Linked DNA regions of Gossypium hirsutum: regions 2 and 3 are each linked to region 1. Evidence: chromatin contacts called from public Hi-C data. All regions are on one chromosome and are shown on one strand. The core of a region is the stretch at or near the end of the contact, and the rest is flanking DNA. Distances in the headings are between cores, read along the strand shown. Region 1 holds the start of LOC107913456 (ABC transporter G family member 1). Region 2 holds the start of LOC107913413 (40S ribosomal protein S6). Region 3 holds the start of LOC107913411 (protein SCAI).

Region 1 (4,097 bases), core at 1,528-4,027:
TTTCAAATTAATAACATAATAAGCCAATTCATAAGAAATTACATAACTTAAAGCTTACCACTCTTTCATGAGCACAAGTATATTTTAATTTGTGCACTTACCCTTCCAACGCATCATATAAATAAACATATTACCATTTAACCAATAGTTTGGCACTTGTCTAAGCATCAGCAACACTTGTTAGAACATTTGAACATATTTCATATAAATCCAACATTGATAAACTTATTTTATCAACATATCACACTTGAGTTTATTACTCATCACAACTTAAATAATTTCCATGTATCAACATATCAAGATATTGATATATATATATAATCATATCATGATACATATCATTCTTTTACTGTTTCTTCATATACATATATTATCCAAAAACAACTCCTGTTATCTTACCATTTGAAGAACGACTTACAGATATGAGTACATCGTTAACAGAAGCTCGTAAGCTGAACAGAAACTCTTAAGAGTTGAACAGAAACTCATAGGAGCTGAACGGAAACTCATAAGAGTTAAATATAAGCTCGTAAGAGTTAAACAGAAAGTAAAACACAAGAGCTCGAAACAAATGTTGAACCCCGGTTTACTTGGGTAATTTACAGTCATTTTCGTCCAATGCCGTCATGCGCCATATAACGAATGTACTTAAATCTCGCATTCAATCCAAACTGAGTATTAATTTCAATAATATTTTTTTAACAACAATTCAATTCTAACAAGAGAACATATATACATTACCAATCACCAATTAACGTTCATTTTAACCAAAATTATATAGAATACAGTTCATACGAACTTACCTGAATTGAATTGTAATAATTGCAGGAGTTCAGGGAATATTCCACTATTTTTCCTTTTTTCACGAGTATCTACGGGATCTTGATCTAAAATATAAAATTACTCATTCATTATCATATATTTCAGTTCCAATTCATTTCACAATTTATACCCTTCAATTTTTTGAATTACATGATTATCCCAACTTTTATAACTTTTGCAATTTAGTCCCTTAACTAGTTAATCAATCAAATCAACCAATTTTTCTCAATTAATAATTTTTTCCAAATATTCTAGGCTATCATACAACCCTTAATAAAATAAAAAATTTAATACAAAACCCTAATATTTTTAACCTTTTCACAATTTGATCATAAAATCAATATTTAACAAAATCACTTTATATAGTCATCATACAACAAAATTAAAGCTCTAAACCCACTTGATATAAATTAATAATTTCTTTCAATATATTAATTTAGACAATAAAACAATTCATTTCATGCAATTTGATCATTTTTGACATTTTTACAAAATTACCCCTAAATTTTACTTTAATTCAATTTAGTCCCTGAGCCTAAAACATGCAAATTAACCATTTCTAATGCAAACTCATACTAGTTGAATATTCATGGCATTCAATACAGCTCATTTTTATGCTTTTCTATCACTACTAAACTTAAAAATAAAATAAAACCTTAACATCCATACGTTATTCTCTTGAAACCAAACTTTAACTTAACTTTCTCTCTTCTCCAACTTTTATTTCTTGAATCTAACTTGATATTCTAGCTCCCATAGTTTCCTTATTATCTTTCTCTCTTGCTAGTTATGGAAATTCTTTTAATTTCTAAGTGAAAATGGTAAATTTTTGGTGAAATAACCAAATTGTAAAGAAAAGAAATTTTTCTTTCTTTCTTCTTCTTCTCACGTTGAGAACATGGAAAGATGAAGAGAATTCTTCATCTTTCTTTCCTTATATACTAAAAAAGAATTAATAAAATATAAATAAATGTAAAATTAAATATTAATAAACTAATATTTATTTATTTATTTAATCTAAAATATCACGAACGTCATTATTATTTTTCAAAATCATCTTCCTTGCTAAATGATCATTTTGCCCCTTATGATCCTTCAAAATTCCTCCATTGACTTATCACTCATTTTAGTAAAATTATGATTTAACCCCTTATACTTTTTCCACTTATTTAATTTGGTCCTAATTCATCCATTTTCCTTAGTTTCTAGATCCTTCCACCCTTAATATTTGTACTATTGGTCCTTCAAATTTTTTCATATTTACACTTTAACCCCTCAAATATTGAGTATTTACTCTTAGGCAACAAAACTTTTCTCACTTTTGCGATTTAGTCATTTCTTGAATTAATATATCATAATATACTTCCCAAACAGATTTTGCTTGCATAACTCAAAATTTCCTTTTTTGTCACTTTATTTCCTTATTTTATTATATGAAGGATAATATTTCACTTCCTTACTGTAGTAACTTTCGGGGCATTATAACTAGCCTATCAAATTAGATCACTTTTAGTTTAGATTATTTTTTTATAATAATAAATAATAATATATAATTATTTTTATTATATATGTGTTGTTGATATTATCTAATATATACTCCTATCATAAATCGGACTGAAATATATGTAATTATATTAAAAAATATCCCCGCCGTTGCCATTACCCACCACACATTATAACCGGAACCAACGCAGGAGTTGAAATAACTTTGGGTTGATTTTATCCACGTTATCCGCGTGTTAACTTTTTTTCAACTCACCAATTTAATTTATGTGGTTTTAAAAATCAGAGTTGACCAACTTACTAATTCACCGCACCGGTATAATATGCTTAACGTTTCAAACTTGCAAAACTTACAAAATCTTCTATTAACTAAAAGTAATTAAAATGTGTTTCTCGATAGGATCCCTGTTTACCTTTAAACTAAAGTCACCAATTCTACAATTGTCTGCTAATAGCAGTGCTGCAATACCACCTTATAAAGATATAATACTTTTTGAATATATGTTCCTCAGTAGGAAAGTCTTGCATCTTCACGTGTACGATATAAAGATATAAACGCATCACCATCACTATAAAATAATCGGATCGGCTGTTGCTTCACTCAATATCTTCTGATTCATTAACTTAGTTCACTATTCAGAATGGATTCCTCGGTCATCGTCCCAACATGGACACCGGGGTCAAGCCCCGAACATTCTTCTCAAAACCATCAGCCTGAAGCAGCAGAGAATGACAACTTGGAGATAGAAAGCATGGTTTCTGGACGAGTCGGTTCCTACAATGAAGCGCCGTCTTTCAGGATTGAGACAGAACCAGGTGAAGGCGTTTTCTTGACATGGGCTGATCTTTGGGTGACTGTTTCTAAGGGGAGAAAGGGAAGCAGGGCGATCTTACAAGGGCTCACTGGGTATGCTGAGCCAGGGAAGATGTTAGCCATCATGGGACCTTCAGGGTGTGGCAAGTCAACCCTTCTTGATACACTGGCAGGTCATATATCTTTACATCTTTGCTTCGCTTTTTTATTTTCATTTTCCAAAAGGGTTTCTTGCATTGGCATGTGCATCACTTTGACTAGTTTTGGACAACTTCGGGTTGAAGATACTACCAGTACAAATTAATAGTAAACAACAAGTTTATGTTTCAGAATGGCTAGATCATAGCCAATGGGAATTGTTGATGGGTAGGTCACTTTTCAAGCCTTAAAACATATAATATGATCGAGTCATATTTGGAGAAGCCAAATCTTTTTTTATTATTTTTTAACTATGAATATGCCAAAAGTACAAAAAAAAATTGGAGAAAGAACACTAAAAGGATCCGAAATGCCCCTCCCCACGTTGCTGTTTATATCAAGCAATATTGGTGTGAGATTTAAAAATAGTCATAAATATTTATTTGCCTTTCTAATTTTATAAAAAAGTTATTTTAATCTATTTACTTTTTTGTTTCTTTAGTCTTTTAATTTGTATTTTTTAGGTTAAATCACTTTAAAATGAATTGAAAAAATTAACATTTGTTAATTTTCTTAACGTGGAATAAACATGAATTGATTATCACATTGACAACATGTAAGCATTTAATTACTCTTTTAGAAATTAAAAAATTTTAAAAGAATTATAAAATTTATTTTTTAAAATTAAAAATAATTAAAATTATTAAGAAAATATAAAATTATAAAAAATATATTTTTAAAATTTTAATAAAAAAATAAAATGTTGACAAGTTAACCACATGTATGTCATGTTAGTAAAGTTAACAAACATTAACTTTTT
Region 2 (4,330 bases), core at 1,647-4,146, 330 kb before region 1:
AGATTATACCTCTAAAAGGTAGATAATCAACAATTAAACACTCTCACACAAAGTTACAACACTTGAAAGAATGATAGAAAACTTAACCCACAAGTGTGTACAAGAAATATTTGGTAAAAGATTGAGAAAGATTGGAAAATTGAGTTCTTGGAAGTTAGGTACTTGTTTCTTGTCTTTGACCTTGTATTGACATTGTATTTAAGTCCTCTAACAACCTTGTGGATGTCTGTAGCCGTTAAAAACAAAATGGAGTTGTTACAGCCATAAAAACAAGCATTAAATGTAGTCTGCAACTTTGTTGTATCGATAGAAAGAAACTTGTATCGGTAGAAGTCTTTCCAAAATATAATCGTTGGGTTCGTTCTATCGGTATATGTTCTCTTGTATATGTAGAAATGTAAGGGCTTCATTTGGTATTGGTAGAACCCATCAGAGTATCGGTAGAAGTGCAGGGGATGTTGAACTTTGGTTACTGACTTGACTTGTTTCGGTAGAAGTGTAAGAGATGTTGAACTTTGGCTACTAACTTGGCTTGTTTTGGTAGAAGCCATCAAGGTATCGGTAGTACTCCGATTGTATCGATAGGTCAGACTAGGGTATCGGTAGAAGTCCCAAGCCAAAACTACCTTGCTCACTAGAATGCGTTATACCGATAGAAGTCTAGGTTATATCAGTAGAACCCAGAGTTGTATCAATAGAACTCCCAGTTGTACTGGTAGAATTTTGTAGCCTTTTCAAGGTCTTTCTATCTTGAGTTCTACAGATACTTGGGTGGACAAGTATCGGTAGAAGTCCTTCAAGCTTCAAAGACTCGTTAAAAATTAAGTTAATTCAAGGCTTTTTTAAAAGTTTATTTTGTCCAACAATTTGAAAATAATTTTAAGGACTTATAAACAATTTTTGCAAATCTAAGTAGGAAATGTTTAATATACTTTTTGTTATATCAAAATATTTAAAAAAAAACTAGAGCTAACAACATAGATAGGATATATATTACAAGGTCTTATGTCTCAAGTGACATGGAGGCTTAAGTTATTGATACATGACATACTTAAACATGGTAATTGTGTTATTTACCTCCATATTTTTGTTATTTTCAAAATGGAATATAATTTTAAAATAATAATACATTATTTTTTTGGTGAAATAAAAACTAAAGGGACTCAACTTTGTCCTAGAGTATCAAAAGCACCATTTGTTTTATCTCTATCAATGAGTTCTAATAAATCCATAAGGGTAGTTGTCAACACGTTGATTCCTGCCATACCAGCAAGGGCCAATTTAGCAATCCTATCAGCAACACAATTAGACTCCTTTAAGATGTGTCTAACCACCCAATATTCTTTATTTTGTAGTAACTTTTAGATTCGCCTCACCAAAGCGGAGGAAGAAATAGTTGGAGTGCCTGTTGTTATTGCCTGGACCACCTCAAGATTATCTGTATATATCAAAATTTTCTCCACTACCATTCTATAAGAAATGTAAGGGCATCAAAATACCCCAAAGTTTAGCATCGCACCTATATTAATGGATTAAAGTTTAATTTTATAAAACTATTAAATATTTGAAAATTTTCAAATAATATTATTTATAAATTTAAGATAATTAATTTTATTATTAATTAAAATTATGTAGGTGAAGATATCAATAAAAAAATTGTTATTTATGTATAAAATTAAAACCAAATTTTAAATAATAATTAAAACCAAATATTAATTGACGCATATCATCATCATTATATGACTATTTTCTTAAATTAACTTCTATATACAAATTATTTATTTTAACCACAAGTATTATATTCATTTTTTATCAAATTGAAATAATAATTTTAAAAATAAATAAACAAAAAAATATTCTTTCATTCAATTAGAATAAACGATCTTATGCCAAATGAACGTAACTCAATAAAATAAAGATTTATAACTTTTGCAAATGGATAAATTCCTTTTTAAACCAATCCATCTTTCGTTAAATTATTTTAAAGTGCTCAATATTCCTAAATTAAGTACTTATTCTTTTCAAACTTTTAAAAAATTAAAAAATTTCTTTATTAAAATTACAAAATCAGACTCTATTATTTTTTATTTGTTCTAAAAAATTACATTTCAATAATAAAATAAATTAAATTATTTAACCAATTATACATTTTATTTTGTAGAAAATAATTATAAAAAAATCATTATTGTTATATTTCAAAGTCTATTTTATAAATAAATACAATAAGAGAAAATATATTTTTAATTTTTATTACTATTTGAGAAAATATATGTATATTCCAATTTTTTTTAAAATAATATCAAGATAAACCCATGCTTTGAACAAGAAAAAAACCAGTAGTATATATATTATAATTTATTTATACTGAATTTATTTAAAATTGCATAGTATTTATTATTAATTATTTGTACTTGACGAAGGACCTAATGATGATAAAAATAAGTACATATTTAATGATAGAGAGAGTAATTTAATGAATATGGAATGTTAGAGTAATTAGATAAAATTGCATGAGATATTTATTTTCTTGTTAATTTTATTGATAATTGTATTGTTAAATATTTTATTAGACTAATGTATTATTTAGAATGATTTGATTTTAATTGTTACTTATTTAAATAATTTTTTATTATTAATAATTTTATAATAATTAGTATTTTTATAATTTAAAATTATATAACTATATAATTACATTTTACATACTTTATAATATAATTACTATCTTAATAACTACACTACCATCAATCTAAATTAATTTTTTTTGCTACATCCACGGATTAACGGGCCTGATAGATCAAATTTAACTTTGGGCTTATAATGAGCGGTAAGTAAATCTGAACCCACAAAATATCCATGTTCGTGAATCTGGGTTGACTCGGACCAACTTATAGACTTCCCTAATAACACCAGATTATTTTCCTTTATATTTAAACCTCCCCGAAAACCCTAACCCTCGAACCCTTAAGTCAGCAAGAGAGCAGCAGCAGTCGCGGCGGCGGCAGTTCTACCCAGGGTCTGTTTTCTAAACAACCATCAAACAGAAATGAAGGTTTTTCCCCTCTTTCCGCTTCTTTTTATTAAGAAAAAAGAATATATTACTGCCCCTTTTGGGTTTTTGTTGATTCTCTTCATTTGTTTGTTTCAGTTCAATATTGCAAATCCGACTACTGGCTGCCAGAAGAAGCTGGAAATTGACGATGACCAGAAACTGTAATTTTCTTTTTTTTTTTTTTTGTTTTTAAATTGTTCGGTTTAATTTTATTTTGTTGCTCTAAATTTCAATATTAGTCTTATATCTTGACCGGCAAAAACACCCAGTTGAGTCATGCTTCTTTCTGTATTGAGTGAGATTGAATTTTTAGAGTATTTAGAGATGCGCAAAATATGGGTGGAAGAAGCAAATTCAAAGGTAGAAAATAGGTTAATGAATTTTATATGAATTTTTTGCTAATAATAGAATTTGTAAAGCAAAGTGGAAGGCAAAAGTTGTTTATACTTCCCAAAAAATGAGCTAGCATAGTGCATTTTGCAAATATTTTCTCTTGCTATATATTTTTTAAGTTAGGTTTCCCTTTGGGACTAGTTCTTGTCAAACTACCACAATGCAAAGGAAATTCAACTGTGTTGTACTCTTTAACCATAGTTTTAACAGTATGCTTATTACATTTAGCCTCTTGGGGCGAGGTACTGTGAGCGTATTTGTTCCCAAGGAAGAAAAATTTCTGACCTTGGAACTTTGATATTGCAGCCGAGCCTTCTTTGACAAGAGGATCTCCCAAGAAGTCAGTGGTGATGCCCTTGGTGAGGTATGTTTCCAAGTTACTTTTAGTTTCTTTATGCTTTTGAATCTGGCCATCTTAACTGCAGTTTGCTCATATTTCATATCATTTAACAGGAGTTTAAGGGCTATGTGTTCAAGATAATGGGAGGCTGTGACAAGCAAGGTTTTCCAATGAAGCAAGGAGTTCTGACTCCAGGTCGTGTTCGTCTTTTGCTTCACAGAGGTCTGTAGACTGCAAATTAGTTTGCATTTGTTTGTTTGTATAGAAATGTTTTTTGTTTGTTGACCGATTGTTTTTCTTTGAATAGGTACTCCCTGCTTCCGTGGGTATGGTAGGAGAAATGGAGAGCGAAGGAGGAAGTCAGTTCGCGGATGCATTGTTAGTCAAGATCTTTCAGTTCTGAACTTGGTTATTGTTAAGAAGGGTGAGAATGATCTTCCTGGATTGACCGACACTGAGAAGCCAAGAATGAGGGGTCCAAAGAGAGCTTCGAAAATCCGGAAGTTGTTCAACCTCTCTAAGGAAGATGATGTTCGGAAATATGTTAA
Region 3 (4,425 bases), core at 1,095-3,594, 510 kb before region 1:
TGTTTTGAAGGTGGTCAGGTCAAATATAAAGAAAACTAAAAATTTTAGTAGATGCAATGATTTATTTACATGGAAATTACAAAACAATTAAATTAATCAAAAGGTGTTAATCATGATCCTACATGACACAGAAGGAGCTACAAATGATAGAAATGAATATGATGCATTTGCAGTTGAAGAGCATGTATGATTAATCCATGATTGTGATACATTTTTGACATTCTAAGAAAAATGCAGAATTTGTCCTAACTCATAAAATATTCTCTCTCTTTTTTTTTTCTTTTTAATTATTGAAAACCAAAAATTGCATAGCCACAAGCATCAATCCACTGTCATAAAATTTGTTTTAAGGTATTTTGGTTTTGTTTTTTCTTTCTTTGATCAAGGGAATATGTAGAATTGGGAAAACAACAGCTCTTTGTCTCTCTATTCCCTGCAAATAACCTGCACACAATTAACAACAATATAATAGATATATTTTTGGACCACAATAAGATCATTTTTTGTGTTTTTTTTTCATGTTTTGTGAAAAAGTAAAAATTAAGAAATTTTTTTATAGGGGTATAATCAAGTCGAGCCGAGCTCGAATAATGTCAAGCTCGAACTCGATAAAAACATCTGTTTTTAAGTTTGAACTCGTTTGAGATATAATCAAGCTACTTAAGTCTAGTTCAATTAAGTTCGTTTATCAGTTTTTGTACTCAAACTCTAACTTGGTTCAATAATTAGCCTTAGGATTAATAATATATATTAAGGGCAATGATGTAATTTAATAATATAAAAATATGAAAAGCTTGATAAGACTCTCGAGCTTTTTGAGTCAAGTATTACTAAGTTCGAATTTGGCTCGATCGATAACTTAAGCTACTTGAGTTCAAGCTTGGCTCGATAATGACCGAACCGAGTTCAATATTTTTGGAATTGAACTCGAGTAACTTGTGAGCACTAATATTTTATTTACACTCCTAACTAGAATTTTAGTATCAATCATCACCCATCAAAACCAAATTTATTTACAAATATATAAATATTAACATAAAATATTTTTAATTTTAAAATAAATAAAAATTAAAATAAAATTATAAATTGAGATCTGATGTAATTTATGAACATCTCAAATAAATTTGATCAAGCTTTCTAATGTGCTTCCTAAGTTACCATTATGGCTTACGCCAACCAATTGATCCATTGTTGCTACAATAATAAAAGACGTTAATTTATAAGTCTAAAAAGAATAAAAATTATACAAAATTATATGGAATATTTACCATTAACCGAAGTTTAGAGACCTCGAAAACAGAAAATCCAAAACATATCCTTTGTCAAACTTTATATTTTTCACTCACATTATCTAATTGATGTTTGGAGTTAAGAATTCTAGTTTGAAACTTGTGGGTTTAAATTTTGATATCAAATTGCACATGTATAAAGAGACTTCTAATATGAAAAAGAAATTAACTGTTTTTTTCTGCCAAAATATGCTGTCCTTGTTTCCATCTAGAAATGCCAGACAGGCATTCATGTGCTCAGAATTCGTATATTCATGTATATGTACATAAAAAATTTCGTATAATGCTGGAATCGTATTTTTAATGTAATCGTACGCTGTATCTTATAATCAAACTGGTAAGAATGCCAACGAAAGAACAATTCCCATGACGCGGATTTAACCAAAAAAAAAGAACTCTTAATTTATTTAATACTGTATCATAATTAAGAATTTAATAAATCATCTGCCACACAGATTATTAACTCATTTCCACTTTTTATATAAATTTTCTTTAATTAACAAAATCATTAAAAATTAAATATATTGAAAAACAAAAGGTAATGTAATCAATTTGATTTTTTTTTCAAAACAATAATTCAACCCATCCTTAATTCAATTATTCTAATTAAATGATTGAAAAAAATATTACAACACCAAACTTTTAAAACAAAGAGGAATTATATAAATGATTTATTTTATTTTTAAGTGTTTAATACAAATCAAATTCTAATTAATAAAATTATTTAATTTTTATTACTTTATAAATAATTATTATTTTAAAAAATATGACTTAAATATTATTGTTTTTATACAAATGGTAGGTGTACCAGTTAATAATATTAAAGAATATTGGTGGCATAATTAATAGGAGCCGTTGATTTCTCATTTCTTTTCCCAATTATAATCGGACAGTCTATTTGTTTTAGACTATTTTACTCATACAAAACACTTGTCCCCACAGGAAGTAATGATGACACATCGCCAAATCACTGAAATCAGTGCTTTAATTACCAACGCTATCACTGTAAATTACTGAATTTATAAAACCTTACAAATCCAAAAATCAGTTATAGGAAAAAAAAAGAAAAAAAAGAAAAAGAAAAGAGAAAGGGAATATTACGCTGACACCCATAAAAACTACAGCTCAGCTCAACAAAGTCTACACAGTATCTCTCTTTCTCTCTCTAGACTTCTCTAAAACATTTCCCGATGTCCACCGTAACAGTCGTCAGATCCCCCTAACGAGCCGCTGAGTCTCTTGACTGTTTTTTTTTATTGAAATCAGTGTTAGATTTTTGTTCCGTACATGGCGGAGGAAGACGTCGTTCCCAAAACCTTCCGAGCTCTCGTCGAGAGCGCGGACCGTAAATTCGCACGAGTCCGGGACTTACCGTCGTACGGACGAGCACAAGGCCAACACTATTTCCAGAAAGTCTTCAAAGCCTATATGCGGTTATGGAAGTACCAGCAAGAGCACCGACCCGAGCTTGTCAAAGCCGGTTTGAACCGTTGGGAGATTGGCGAAATCGCCGGTCGGATCGGCCAGCTGTATTTCGGCCAGTACATGAGGACGAGCGAGGCTAGGTTTCTGGTCGAAGCCTACATTTTCTATGAAGCGATTTTGAAGAGAAGGTATTTCGAAGGGTGTGGAGTGAAGGATCTTCGAGTTCGGTTTAAGGAGTTGAGATTTTATGCCCGGTTTTTGCTGGTTTCGTTGATTTTGAACCGGACCGAGATGGTGAAAGTTGTCGTCGAAAAGCTTAGAGCTCTTATTTATGATTGCAAGGCTAATTTCCGGGTAAAAACGATTTTTTTTTTAATTTCTAGAATTTCAAGCTGAATTTTTATTTGCTATTGTTGGCTATGGTGCTTTTTTCAGTTCTCTTCTGCGCTTTTTGGCTGCTAACGGAAATTATGAATAAATAGTAAGAATAGAATTTAGGTTTACCTAAGAAGACATAAATTGTTTTTTTTTAAAATAATTTTAAGAACATGAAAGGGAGTTCATTGAGTGTTATCGATTACCATTTAATTACCAATAAATTAATTTCAAAATAGAACTCAATCTTTTCCTTTTTCCCAAATGAATAGTAAGAATCGGGTTCAGGAAACTTTCGTTAAGAAGTATAATCTACATTTTCATAAATAATCTAAATCTGGGAAAATTAATGCATTACTCAGCTTTATTTCCTCTGCCTCATTTTTTTTCCTTATTTTTGTAATATCTTCTTCACTGTGTTGCAATAAAAATAAAAAGGAAATACAGTTGTTTGGCAGTGATGACTGAGCTAATTCCGATGTTGTTTATGCTTATGTCTAAGTTTATTCTGTTACATTTTTTTTTAGAAAAAAGAATTGTGCAAGAATTGAAAGATTTTTGCATTTCTTAGGCCGACTTAGATTCTTTCTTTGCACTTTCACTGTTCCAAGAAAAAAAAAGTTATTCTTTCCCACCGAGTAGGTAACCATAGTATTTGAAATGGAAGATTTTCAGTATATTTGTTTAAATTGGTGAATGTGAACACATTATTGAGTGCTGTGCAGTATATTAGAGGATGCTTGAGTAATTTATAAGGAAGTTATAGTTTTAGAGGGAAGCTTATTAACTTCAGACAGCATGTGGTAGATACTGATCAGTGCATATGATTACTTATTTATTATTTTCCAGGAAACAAACTTTAAAGAGTGGAAGCTAGTAGAGCAAGAAATTCTCCGCTTTATAAACATTGATACTACTTTTACCATTCCAAGTTCGAGGCCATTTCGGTACTGTGCTATGCTCAACTGTCATCCAAATTCTGTTCCATATGTAGCTCGATTCCATGCAAAGAAGGTTCTAAAGTTTCGGGGTGCTATCCTGATGAGTTATCACCGGAATGAGGTGAAAGACTTATTTTTGGTCTGATCATTTTGATTTTTAAGTTGTACTGAAACCTTCAAATTGAGATTTTCTAAATCTTTTATTCTTGTCATTTTCAGGTAAAGTTCGCAGAACTTACTCTGGATGTATACAGAATGCTGCAGTGTTTAGAATGGGAGCCTAGTGGATCATTTTACCAGAAGCATCCTGCTGAACCAAAGGAGAATGGTGTTGCAGTTGATTATTCTGGAGCTTCTGGACTAATTGATATGAATTTGGCTGCAGACATGACTGA

Evidence for each region. Hi-C and Micro-C count contacts between places; a contact is called where the count stands out from the background.
Region 2: a contact with region 1 is called in a Hi-C map of leaf, with 2.6 times the contacts expected there. The contact joins the promoter of LOC107913413 here to the promoter of LOC107913456 in region 1. A contact is called at or near these places in 3 of 34 Hi-C or Micro-C datasets (callus and leaf).
Region 3: a contact with region 1 is called in a Hi-C map of leaf, with 2.0 times the contacts expected there. The contact joins the promoter of LOC107913411 here to the promoter of LOC107913456 in region 1. A contact is called at or near these places in 3 of 34 Hi-C or Micro-C datasets (all in leaf).

What each region holds. Positions count from the first base shown.
Region 1 is chrD11:34,127,914-34,132,010 of Gossypium_hirsutum_v2.1, forward strand. LOC107913456 (ABC transporter G family member 1) reads left to right here and starts at 2,778. Exons shown (of 8, transcript XM_016842042.2): 1 at 2,778-3,312. The coding sequence starts at 2,967.
Region 2 is chrD11:33,796,422-33,800,751 of Gossypium_hirsutum_v2.1, forward strand. It overlaps LOC107913413 (40S ribosomal protein S6), which reads left to right and starts at 2,897. Exons shown (of 6, transcript XM_016841988.2): 1 at 2,897-3,049; 2 at 3,146-3,210; 3 at 3,749-3,806; 4 at 3,896-4,004; 5 at 4,090-4,330. The coding sequence starts at 3,044.
Region 3 is chrD11:33,617,632-33,622,056 of Gossypium_hirsutum_v2.1, forward strand. It overlaps LOC107913411 (protein SCAI), which reads left to right and starts at 2,345. Exons shown (of 9, transcript XM_016841984.2): 1 at 2,345-3,068; 2 at 3,939-4,151; 3 at 4,250-4,425. The coding sequence starts at 2,577.